Linked DNA regions of Sus scrofa: region 2 is linked to region 1. The links are chromatin contacts, called in public HiChIP or PLAC-seq maps. All regions are on one chromosome and are shown on one strand. Each heading gives the region's core, a stretch centred on a gene start, on an enhancer-like site or on the middle of the called end of the contact. The rest is flanking DNA. Distances are from core to core; before and after follow the strand shown. Region 1 overlaps SLC22A5 (solute carrier family 22 member 5). Region 2 holds the start of SOWAHA (ankyrin repeat domain-containing protein SOWAHA).

Evidence for each region. HiChIP or PLAC-seq counts read pairs in DNA pulled down with a chosen protein or histone mark.
Region 2: a contact with region 1 is called in an H3K27ac HiChIP or PLAC-seq map of alveolar macrophages, with 8 times the contacts expected there. The contact joins the promoter of SOWAHA here to the enhancer-like site in region 1. A contact is called at or near these places in 3 of 5 promoter capture datasets (fetal liver and liver), 24 of 47 Hi-C or Micro-C datasets (adipose tissue, alveolar macrophages, blood and 14 more) and 2 of 2 datasets of contacts at active chromatin or transcription factors (alveolar macrophages and skeletal muscle).

Annotation. Positions count from the first base shown.
Region 1 is chr2:134,807,562-134,812,337 of Sscrofa11.1, reverse strand. All of the region lies in intron 11 of SLC22A5 (solute carrier family 22 member 5), which reads right to left. Among named protein-coding and RNA genes, the nearest start is that of IL5, 24 kb to the left of the region's middle. Within about 2 kb of position 1,492, at least 13 of the 83 cell types and tissues checked have an H3K27ac peak or open chromatin away from gene starts, as enhancers often do. A contact at or near this core is called in adipose tissue, alveolar macrophages and fetal liver, where this site is marked.
Region 2 is chr2:135,137,718-135,142,662 of Sscrofa11.1, reverse strand. It overlaps SOWAHA (ankyrin repeat domain-containing protein SOWAHA), which reads right to left and starts at 3,385. Exons shown (of 1, transcript XM_003123927.4): 1 at 1-3,385. The coding sequence starts at 2,975. The coding sequence ends at 1,254.

The DNA of each region.
Region 1 (4,776 bases), core at 243-2,742:
CCTGGTGATCTAGTGGTTAAGAGTCAGTGCTTTCACCGCTACAGCCTGGGTTTGATCCCGGGTTTGGAAACTGGGATCCCACATCAAGACTCTGAACACCACAGCCAAAATCAAAAAAAGAAAAAGAAAACAGACAAACTCAACACTCCTGCATCTCTGTGGAAACAGATGAGGGTATTAATGTTTAACCAAGGAAGTAAGCCTATTGCTCTAGCGTTGGTGGCTTGAACTTGGGTCTGTGTGTGATACACGGTACAGGGTGAGAGGGTACAGGGTGAAAGGTGATACAGGGTACAGGGTGATGGGCTGAAGGCGGCGGGATCTCACTATGCAGGGCTTTTAGTGGGTTCCTTCTCTGTCCTCTCCCACCCCCTGCAGCTTCTTACCTGCACTTGAGATTCATATCTGATTTTTGGAAAAGCTCTTCCCTCTTTGAATTCCACAATTTCTGCAGGTGGTGGGGGCTCCCTGGACCTGGGGTCTCTGCCTCCTTTCTCCCTACCTGCTACCTCATGGCCCTGGAACCCTCTCATGTAACTCAAATGTCTGAGACCTGGATGAGTAGGCTCCAACTCTCATCTGAACAAGTGCAGCCTTTGCTAAGGCAGCTGCATGTCCCAGGGGCCTTGTGTTTGCATGACCACCACTGGGTCCCTGCTCCTGCTTACTGTGATCCATCCAGATACTCTATGAGTGCTGCTCCTGGAATGCAGCGCTTTCTACTGAATCCTAGTCACACAGCAAAGCTGACCCTGACAGAGGCAATCTCAAACTGAGAATTAGTGTTCCTAGTCTTAGGGCCTCACCCACGGCATATGGAGGTTCCCAGGCTAGGGGTCCAATCAGCTGCTGGCCTACGCCAAAGCCACAGCAAGGCCAGATCGGAGCCACGTCTGCGACCTACACCACAGTTCACAGAAACGCTGGATCCTTAACCCAGTGAGCGAGGTCAGGGATTGAACCCTCATCCTCATGGGTCCTAGACGGGTTTGTTAACTGCTGCGTGATGGGAACTCCGTGTTCCCGGTCTTTGAAGTCCTGTGGCCACCCCTTTAAGGTGGATTTTCCTCTTCTCCATTTTGCCTTCCTCTTGTACCATTTTGCCAGCTCCCTTCTTTTCTCACCCAATTCCAGTTCATTTCTAATACAGAGCACTTTCTTAGCCCTTTTGTGATCTCAGCTCCCATGTTCACCTGGAAACCGAGGGTCTCAGCTCCCTGGCTCCCCCTACTGCCTGATCTAGGTATTTCCCCAAGAATTCCTACTCGAGCTAGATTCTGTGACTGGCTGCAGGGCTGCCAGTGAAACCCCTAAACATATAGTGACCCCAAGAGTTTAAGGTGCTTAAGCCATATCAGAAAACAAATGAAGCCCGTCTGACACGGAAGCTCAGACTGAAGGAAGCCAAGCTCTGTTTACTGTGCCTTGGATGAGGGACAGTGTTCTGGGATGTTCACATGCCCCACCACTGCCCTCTGGTGGCTGATAGATGTTAATTCCAAAACCCACTGTCGCCACCTCTGAGGTGAAGCACTGGCTTTCCCCACTCTGAGCGCAGTGGCTCACTCGCCAGGAGCGGACAGAGCCAAGACCTTCTCAGACTGAGTTCCGTCTTCTGGCTTGGACCGAGCCATTAGAGTCTCAGCAGTGGTCAGGTGGGACCCTGAGCTTGGAAGATCTGGAGATCACCCATCCTCTGTCTCAAGTCCTTCTCTTGACTACTCCATGTCTCACAGCTTCTTGCTCCCCACCCTAATCATGGGCCCAGTGGGCAGCAAGAACAAACCCAGGAGAATGGATGTAGGGATGATGCGTGTAACGGCTCATTCTCCACTTCCTCCCGCCTTCTCATCCTGCCTCTAGTGCAGCAATCTGTGGCTCTTAAAATAGCTTCCCACATAACTACCTCCCTACTTTCCCACCTCCAGCCCCCAAGTGACAACTTTTCTTGTTCGCCCACTGGCCTTGGTTCCTCAAATCTGCACTTGTTGTCACAATACTGGCCTAGTTGTCAAGAGCCCCAGCTCTGACACCAGTGAACTCTTGGAGGTTCTCATATTCCCATCCGTAACTTAAATGGGGCGCTCCTGGACGTAGGAAGTAACTAGTGGGATGAGAAGGTACCCAAACATACTTAGGACTATGGTGTCCTGACCCGGGGTGGCAGTTGTAAATATATGCATACATGCATGATGTAAATATATGTGTACACTTACAAATGCATAAAACAAAATCCTCTCAGACGTATCCTTGGTCAGTTGGGGATATGTTATTTGATGGCCTTGGTGTCATTTATTTGCCAGGTGGGAACTTTAATTATCCATTTTCCATAGATCAGGAAAGTGAGGTTTAGAGAGGTCAGGTAACTTGCTCAGAGTCACATAGCTTGTGGGTGGTATGTTTTGATACAGCATGAGGACAAAAGATAAGGACTAGGAGGGCATTTTGAAGAGTTTTCTCGAGTGCTCAGCTTTACCATCAACTGGTCCTGTAATTTCTGTTGCTCAGGCTGTGGATGCAAAGTCTAAACAGTATGAGCAGTAACCAGCTACAAGGAGGATTTCTAAGTTGGATGGGGGTTGGGGTAAGGGGGGGTGTTCCAGCTTTGGGCTCCCACACTTTTTGTTCCTGTAACTCTGGGTTACAAAACTGTCTATTTCCTTGTCACTGGCTCCTGTGCTCCTTGAGGGCAACCCGTGTATTTTCTATTACAGCTTTACTGAGGTACAATTAACACAGGAGAAACTGGACTTAGTTACAGTGTACAATTTATTACCTTTGGGATATGTATGCACCTGTGAAACACTTACCAAAATCAAGATAGTGAACAGATCAATTACCCTCAAAAAATTCCATCCTGCCACTTAGCAATCCCTTCCTCCACTTTTTTTTTTTTTTTTGGCTCCCTACCCCTTGACAATCCCAGATCTGTTTTCTATCACTACAGATTAGTTTGCATTTTCTAGAATTTTATAAAAATGGGATCATCCTCAGCCTGATTTCTTTGATCCAACAGAATTATTCTGATATTTGTCCATATTGTGTTTTTTGTTTTGGGGTTTTTTTGTTTGTTTGTTTGTTTTGTTTTTTTGGTCTTTTGTCTTTTTAGGGCCGCAACCATGGCACATGGAGGTTCCCAGGCTAGGGTCGAATCAGAGCTGTAGCCGCCGGCCTACACCACAGCTACAGCAACGTGGGATCCGAGCCGCATCTGTGACCTACACCACAGCTCATGGCAATGCTGGATCCTTAACCCACTAAGCAAGGTCAGGGTCAAACCCGTGTCCTCATGGATACTAGTTGGGTTCATTAACCACTGAGCCACCACAGGAATTCCAGATATTTGTCCATATTGTATGTATCAATGTAGTTGACCCTTGAAAACATGGGCTTGAATTGCATGGGTCCACTTTAATGCAAATTTTTAAGAATAAATTCATATATGTGCTGTAAATTTTCTTTTCTGAATAACATTTTATTTTTTCTAGGTTACTTTATTCTAAGAACACAGTGTATAATACATATAGAAAAGATGTATTAATCAACTGTTTATGTTAACTGTAGGCTTCCAGTCAACAGTAGGATATTAGTAGTCAAGTTACGGGGCAGTCAAAAGTTATAATCAGATTTTTGACTGCATGGAGAAATCAGAAAGAATCCTTAACCCCGTCATTGTTCAAAGGACAACTGTAGTTTATTCCTTGTTTGATTTTTTGTTGTTGTTGTTTCTTTTTTAGGGCTGAAACTGCAGCATATGGAAGTTCCTAGGCTGGGAGTCGAATCAGAGCTGCAGCTGCAGGCCTACACCCTAGCCACAACAACACCAGATCTGATCCGCATCTGTGAACTATGCTGCAGCTTACAGCAACATCAGATACTTAACCCACCAAGTGAGGCCAGGGATTGAACCTGCATCCTCACGGACACAGTGTCAGGTTCTTAGCCCACTGAGCCACAACAGGAACTCCCTATTTTATTTTTAAATTAACATACAGTAAAAAAAAATTTTTGGTGAATAGCTCTATGAATTTTAACATGGGTACAGATTTGAATAACCAACATCCAGAATCAGAATACAAAACAAAAATTCCTCAATGCTGTCTCCAGCTTCCTCCACCCCGAATCTCTGGGAAATTATGATCTGGTCTCCATCAACATAGTTTTCTCTTCAAGAATGCCACATTGATGGAATCAGGCAGTATGTAGCCTTTTGAGACCAGCTTCTTTTACTCAGTATGACTAAGAAATTCACCTAAATCATGTGTCCATTTATTTCTCTTTCTCTCTGTTTTTCCCTTCCCTCCTTCCCTTTTCCCCCTCCCTCCCTTCTTTCTTTTTCTTTTGAAGAGCAGTATTTCATTGCATGGATGTATGAATTTCCTTATCCATTCACTTGTTGAATATTTGAGTTGCTCCCAATATTTGACAATTATAAATAGACCTGCTATAAACATTAGTGTACAGGTATTTATGTGAACATACATCTTCTTTTTCTTTTTTCTTTCTTTTTTTTTTTTTTTTTTGTCTTTTTTCTTTTGTCGTTTGTCAAAAGGGCCACACCAGCAGCATATGGAGGTTCCCAGGCTAGGGGTCAAATCAGAGCTCTTGCTGCCAGTCTACACCACAGCCACAGCAATGCCATATCCAAGCTGCGTCTGCAACCTACACCACAGCTCACAGCAACACTGGATCCTTAACCCGCTGAGCGAGGCCAGGGATTGAACTCAGAACCTCATGGTTCCTAGTCAGATTCGTTTCCACTGCACCACGATGGGA
Region 2 (4,945 bases), core at 2,136-4,635, 330 kb before region 1:
CACATTTAAAATGGAAAAAGAGCCATTATGATTACACTGCATTGAACCTGAGAAATCTTGGCAATACCTAAAATCTTCTCCATTACAAATGCAAGCAAAGATGCACATGAGTTAAGCTAGCCCTCTCCTAAGGTCATTGAGCAAAGAGAATGTGCGTTTGCTATGTTGGAATAAGCTGTTTGTTTTCAGATGGCTTTTTAAAATGGCTGTCACGGACTTTTTGTTTGTACATAACTTTCATGTAAAATAGTTGGTCCTTAATTGTATCTGTTATTATTTAACTAGTAATTTTTCTGGTGTAATGCTATGACATTTTTTTTCTTTGAATGTTTACCTACTGCAGTGATAGGCTCAGCTGGACTCCAAAGCCACAGGTTCAGAAACATGGCACAGTGGTGCAATTCACAGATAAGCCATACTTTAAAAATTAAATAGTCATGCCAAATCAAAACAGCCAGCCACCAAGTGCCAAAGACAAATAACCACGAATTTAAAGTATTTGTCAAAATGTGCCTTTTCACTCACTGTTAAATCACTTTTACTCCCAGGATGCACTTGTTTTCTAGTAATTAGCATTCACAGTACAGCTGAGATTAATTACATTCACAATGGTCACATTCTGGGTTCAAGACTCCCTAGAATCTTGATTGCCTAAAATGAGGTAGATAACCATTCAAGGGTTTTGTTGGTTGGGACTAATTTCCTTTAGATCTTGATCACTTTTTTTTTTTTTAAATAGAATTCCAAAATATTTAGCAAAAGATTGAAAATGATCATTTTGGAAAAATATATTTTCAAAAGGTTCTTTTATGAAAGTCGTTTCACCTCATTTCAATTTAAAAACAGGATAAAAGCATCAAGTTACAAAAGCACAATGTATCTTAAAGCTGACAATCGATCATCACAGAAAGCTCTAATTCGGGCTTAGGAGGGTAGGGATGCAGAAGGAACAGGTTAACTCATTTAGGGGCCAGACCAGCTGCTGCCCCTTAACCTTTTTGATCCTAAATTTCACATCTCCAAAATTTAAGCCTGACTTCTGGAGTTCTTCATAGGAAGCTCTCACTGAGATCTTAAATCCCATCTCTGGAGAAAGATCAAGCCTCAGACAGAAGCTGGAGGCGTAGGCCCACCTGCGTATGACAGGCTGCGGTGGACAAAGCTGGAAACAAGATGGAGCCAAAGGTGCTGGGCCGCCATCTGACTGAGAGGCAAGGCCAGGTTAGAGAAACCAAGCCATAACCTTGGGACCTTCAGGTTGCAGTGGGTAGGCTGGGCACTAAACCAGCCAAAGGCCCCGGAGTAGGTCGACGAGAGATTTCTGAAAAGGCCTGTAGACTGTTGCGAGTCTTTGTCTTTTTACGAGGAGCCATGGGCGAGGCACCCAAGAATTTGCTGAAGGAGCCGGACTTCCTCATGCCTCGAGCCAGATCCTGGAGCATCAGATCGTCGGCCAGGACGCCCAGAAACGCGCTGGTGGTGGAACTGAGAATGGTGGCGGCCACCTGCACCGGGCGCCGGGCCGCAAGATTGCCGCTGCCGCCGCCAGCTCGGTCAGTCTCGGTAGAGCCTCGCAGGCCGGGGTCGCCGAGGAGGTGGCGCAGCGCGTACGAGGCGCCGGGCGGCAGGTACTGGTAGGCTCGCCGCCCGCTGTGGTCACGCACTTGCACCTGCGCACCCAGGCGGACCACCAGCAGTACGGCTGCATCCTCGTGCCCGTGGAGGGCCGCCAGGTGCAGCGGCGTGTAGCCGCCGTGTGAGCGCGCGTTCACGTCGACCCGCGCGCCCCCACGCCGCGCGACCTCCACCAGCTGCTGCACCATCTCGAGGTCGCCGCTCTTGGCTGCCCAGTGCAGGGCCGTGAAACCCGACATGAAGTCGCGCTTGGCCGCCAGACCGAGGTCGCGCAGCAGCAGCCCGTGGAGCTGGTGTGTCCAGCGGCCCCCGGCCGCCCGCACTAGCCACTCGTGTTCGGCCGGCTCCAGGGGCACGGCGGACGGCGGCGGTGCAGCGGGCACCTCTTCGGTGTCGGGGCTAAGCAGGCGCTGGCCGGCGCGTGACAGGCGTCTCAGGTGCGGGGAGCGGCCCGGACCCAGGCTGAGGCCTAGGCCAGGCTCCTCTACCGAGAGCCGCCGCAGCAACAGCGGGGAGCTCCGAGGGCTGGGCTCCTCCGACAGCTGCCGACGCAGGCCTTGATCTTCCGTCCGGATCCGGAAGGGACCCGGGACGCAGCGCACCGGCAGCATGCAGGGCTTCTGCAGCGGCGCGCGCGGAGGCGGCGGTGGCGGTGACGGGGGCGGTGGCGGCCCTTTTGATTGTCTAGGCCCAGGTTCCAGGTCTGGCGGCTCTGCGTGGGTCAAGGTTGCCTCCGAAGGTGCCCTAGACGGTGGAGCCACGTCTGCAGAGAGCCCCTCGGAGGGTTGGGATAGCTCAAAAGTTGGAATCTGCGGGTCCGAGGGCCCCCCTGACTGCAGGGCCGGGCTTAACAGCAGCTCCCTGGTTGGCAGAGTGGGCTCGGAGGCCGGAGCCCCGAGGGTGTCCTGCGACTCTGATGGTGGAGCCGGGTCTCTAGGTGGTTCCACCGCCTTCTGCTCGGAGGCCAAGGATGGAGTGCCCGAGGCAGCGGCTTCCACCTGTGAGACGGAAGTGATCTTCGACGGCGGGGCTAGTGTCCCCGGGGTGCTGTTCCAGCAGGTGGTCAGGGGCTCTGGTCCCTCCCGGGGCCGCAGCTTCTTCCTCAGCACCACGAATTTGACGCCGTCGAACTCTTTCACCACGGCCACGTCGTTGACAAACTGTTTGAAACGATCCCTGCGGGCTGCACGGCCGCGCGGGTCGCCTGCATCCAGCAACGGCTTGAAGCGGCTCAGAAGCTCGGAGTTGCGCACCTTTCCGCCGTGCTCCTGTAGGAAGCCCAGCACCGCCGCCTGGCTCACCCCGGCGGCCGCAGCGGCCGCGGCCGCGGCCAGCGCCATGGTCAGGGTCCGTACCCTCTCGGCAGGGAAGCCGGGGCCGCCCCCCTCCCACCGACCCGCGGCTCCCGGTTGCGCGGCAGGTGTACGTCGCGGCGCCGGCCGGGAAGTGCAGGAGCCCGGGTTCCGGGAGTCAAGTCCGCCTCGGCCAGGCTCACCTGATCGTTGTCACCGAGGCGTGACGGGCGTGTCCCCGAGGCTGGACCTTGGTCACGCCCGCGCCGCGGAGTCCGGGAGTCTCGCGGAAAAAGGAGCTGGGGGCCGCGGTGCGCGCCCCCCGCCGCCGCCCCGGGGGGCCCCCAGTCTTCGGGGTAGGTTTCTGCCTTTATATTCTGTCCAATGGGCGCCGGGCTCCATCCCCTTGCGTGCGGTGCTCGCCTTACAGGTGACAGCTGCCACCAGGGCCGCGGTGGGAGTAGGGGAGCGGAAATTCTCCACCGCCCCTCCCAATTGGAGAATTAAAGGCGCAGTGCCAGGCTTCAGCTCGGCTCCCGGTTGCTAGGTGGGTGTGTTCGCCAGGGATGCCGCGGTCTACAGGCGAGGCAAGGATTTTTACTCCTTTCTGAAATATTTAACCACCACAAAATACTGGGCGATTGCTTAAAAGCAATACTTTATTTGAAAATCGTCACTACCTCTTGAATTGTTGACTGCGTTTCACACAGGAAAAACGGCTTCATGCAACTTGCGGTGAAGACCGTTTGCTGCGGATGGCAACGTATGCCATCCGAGGTTTAGAAGAGACGTTTTAAACAGCAATTTTCTTATGATAAAATAATACATGTTCGCATCGAATTTTGGGAGGAAACCCACAGGAAAGCCTAAGGAAAATAGCATTTGAAATCATTAATAACATTTGCACTCTTTTTCTCCTCCCTCCCCCATACGCATGTGTATACATGTGTATGCTTTACTGTAAGAAAGCAAAATTGGAATCGTGTTTTTTTAAAAAATTCACTTCACCAATATTTGTTGCGCACTTCGTTTGTGCCAGTGCCCTTTCAGTCTGTGATACATCAGTAAGCAAGACAGCTGACCTCGTGCAGCTTGCGTGGTAATGGAGGAGGGGGAGGGACAAAGAGACGTGATGGGTGAATCTGAAAATTGTATAATATGTTGGAGAAATGCTATGGAAAAAATAAAGCAGAGTAAGACGGAGGGGCAGGTTGCAAGTTTGAATCCTGTGTTAGGGGCAGGACTCCTTGTAAAGGCCACAGCTAAGCAAGGGCTTGAAGAGATGGGGGGGGGGCGGTGGTTAGGTAGCTAGGTAGGAAAAGAAGCTTTTTCAGCAAAGGGAGCAGCCAGGGCAAAGGTGAGATCAGTTTTTTAATTTGCAAACACAATCCTTCAAAGATATCACCAGAGGCACCATACCTTAGTAGTTAAAAAGAGCAAAACTCTAGAGTCAAAATTCCACACTTGAATCCTGGCTCTACATTGGGCTACTTGCTTGACCTCTCTGTGCCTCAATTTTCTTATCTGTGAAGGGGTAAGGAGATGGTACTAATTATACTCAGGTCACCAGGCTGTGAGGAGTGAGAGAATGGACGTAAAGCACTTACAACAATGCTTGGCTCACAGTAAACATTCAAATTATTAGTAGCAGTATAGTCGCTTCTATTATTCTTACCGAAGGGGAAAAAAAAAGAGAACATAGGAAAGTTCTCCCTTTTCCCAAACCCTTTGCCCAGAGACAATTTCCATCTTCGGCTATTTCTGGAATGCATTTGACCTTCTTTGTAACCTCACTTCATAGTGTGAGTGCTTCCCCCAATGACAATAACTATTCTTTAAAAATATATGATGTTTAAATGAGAGCCTCAAATAAATGTAGATACACTTTATGTTCTTATTGTCCACAGTCTACGTTGTTTTTAATTCTTTTGGATTGTGCTGCTTATGTATAAAATTTTGTACATGTTTCTGATGAATTTCTTTAGGATAGACTCCCACAAGGAGAATTACTAAGTCAA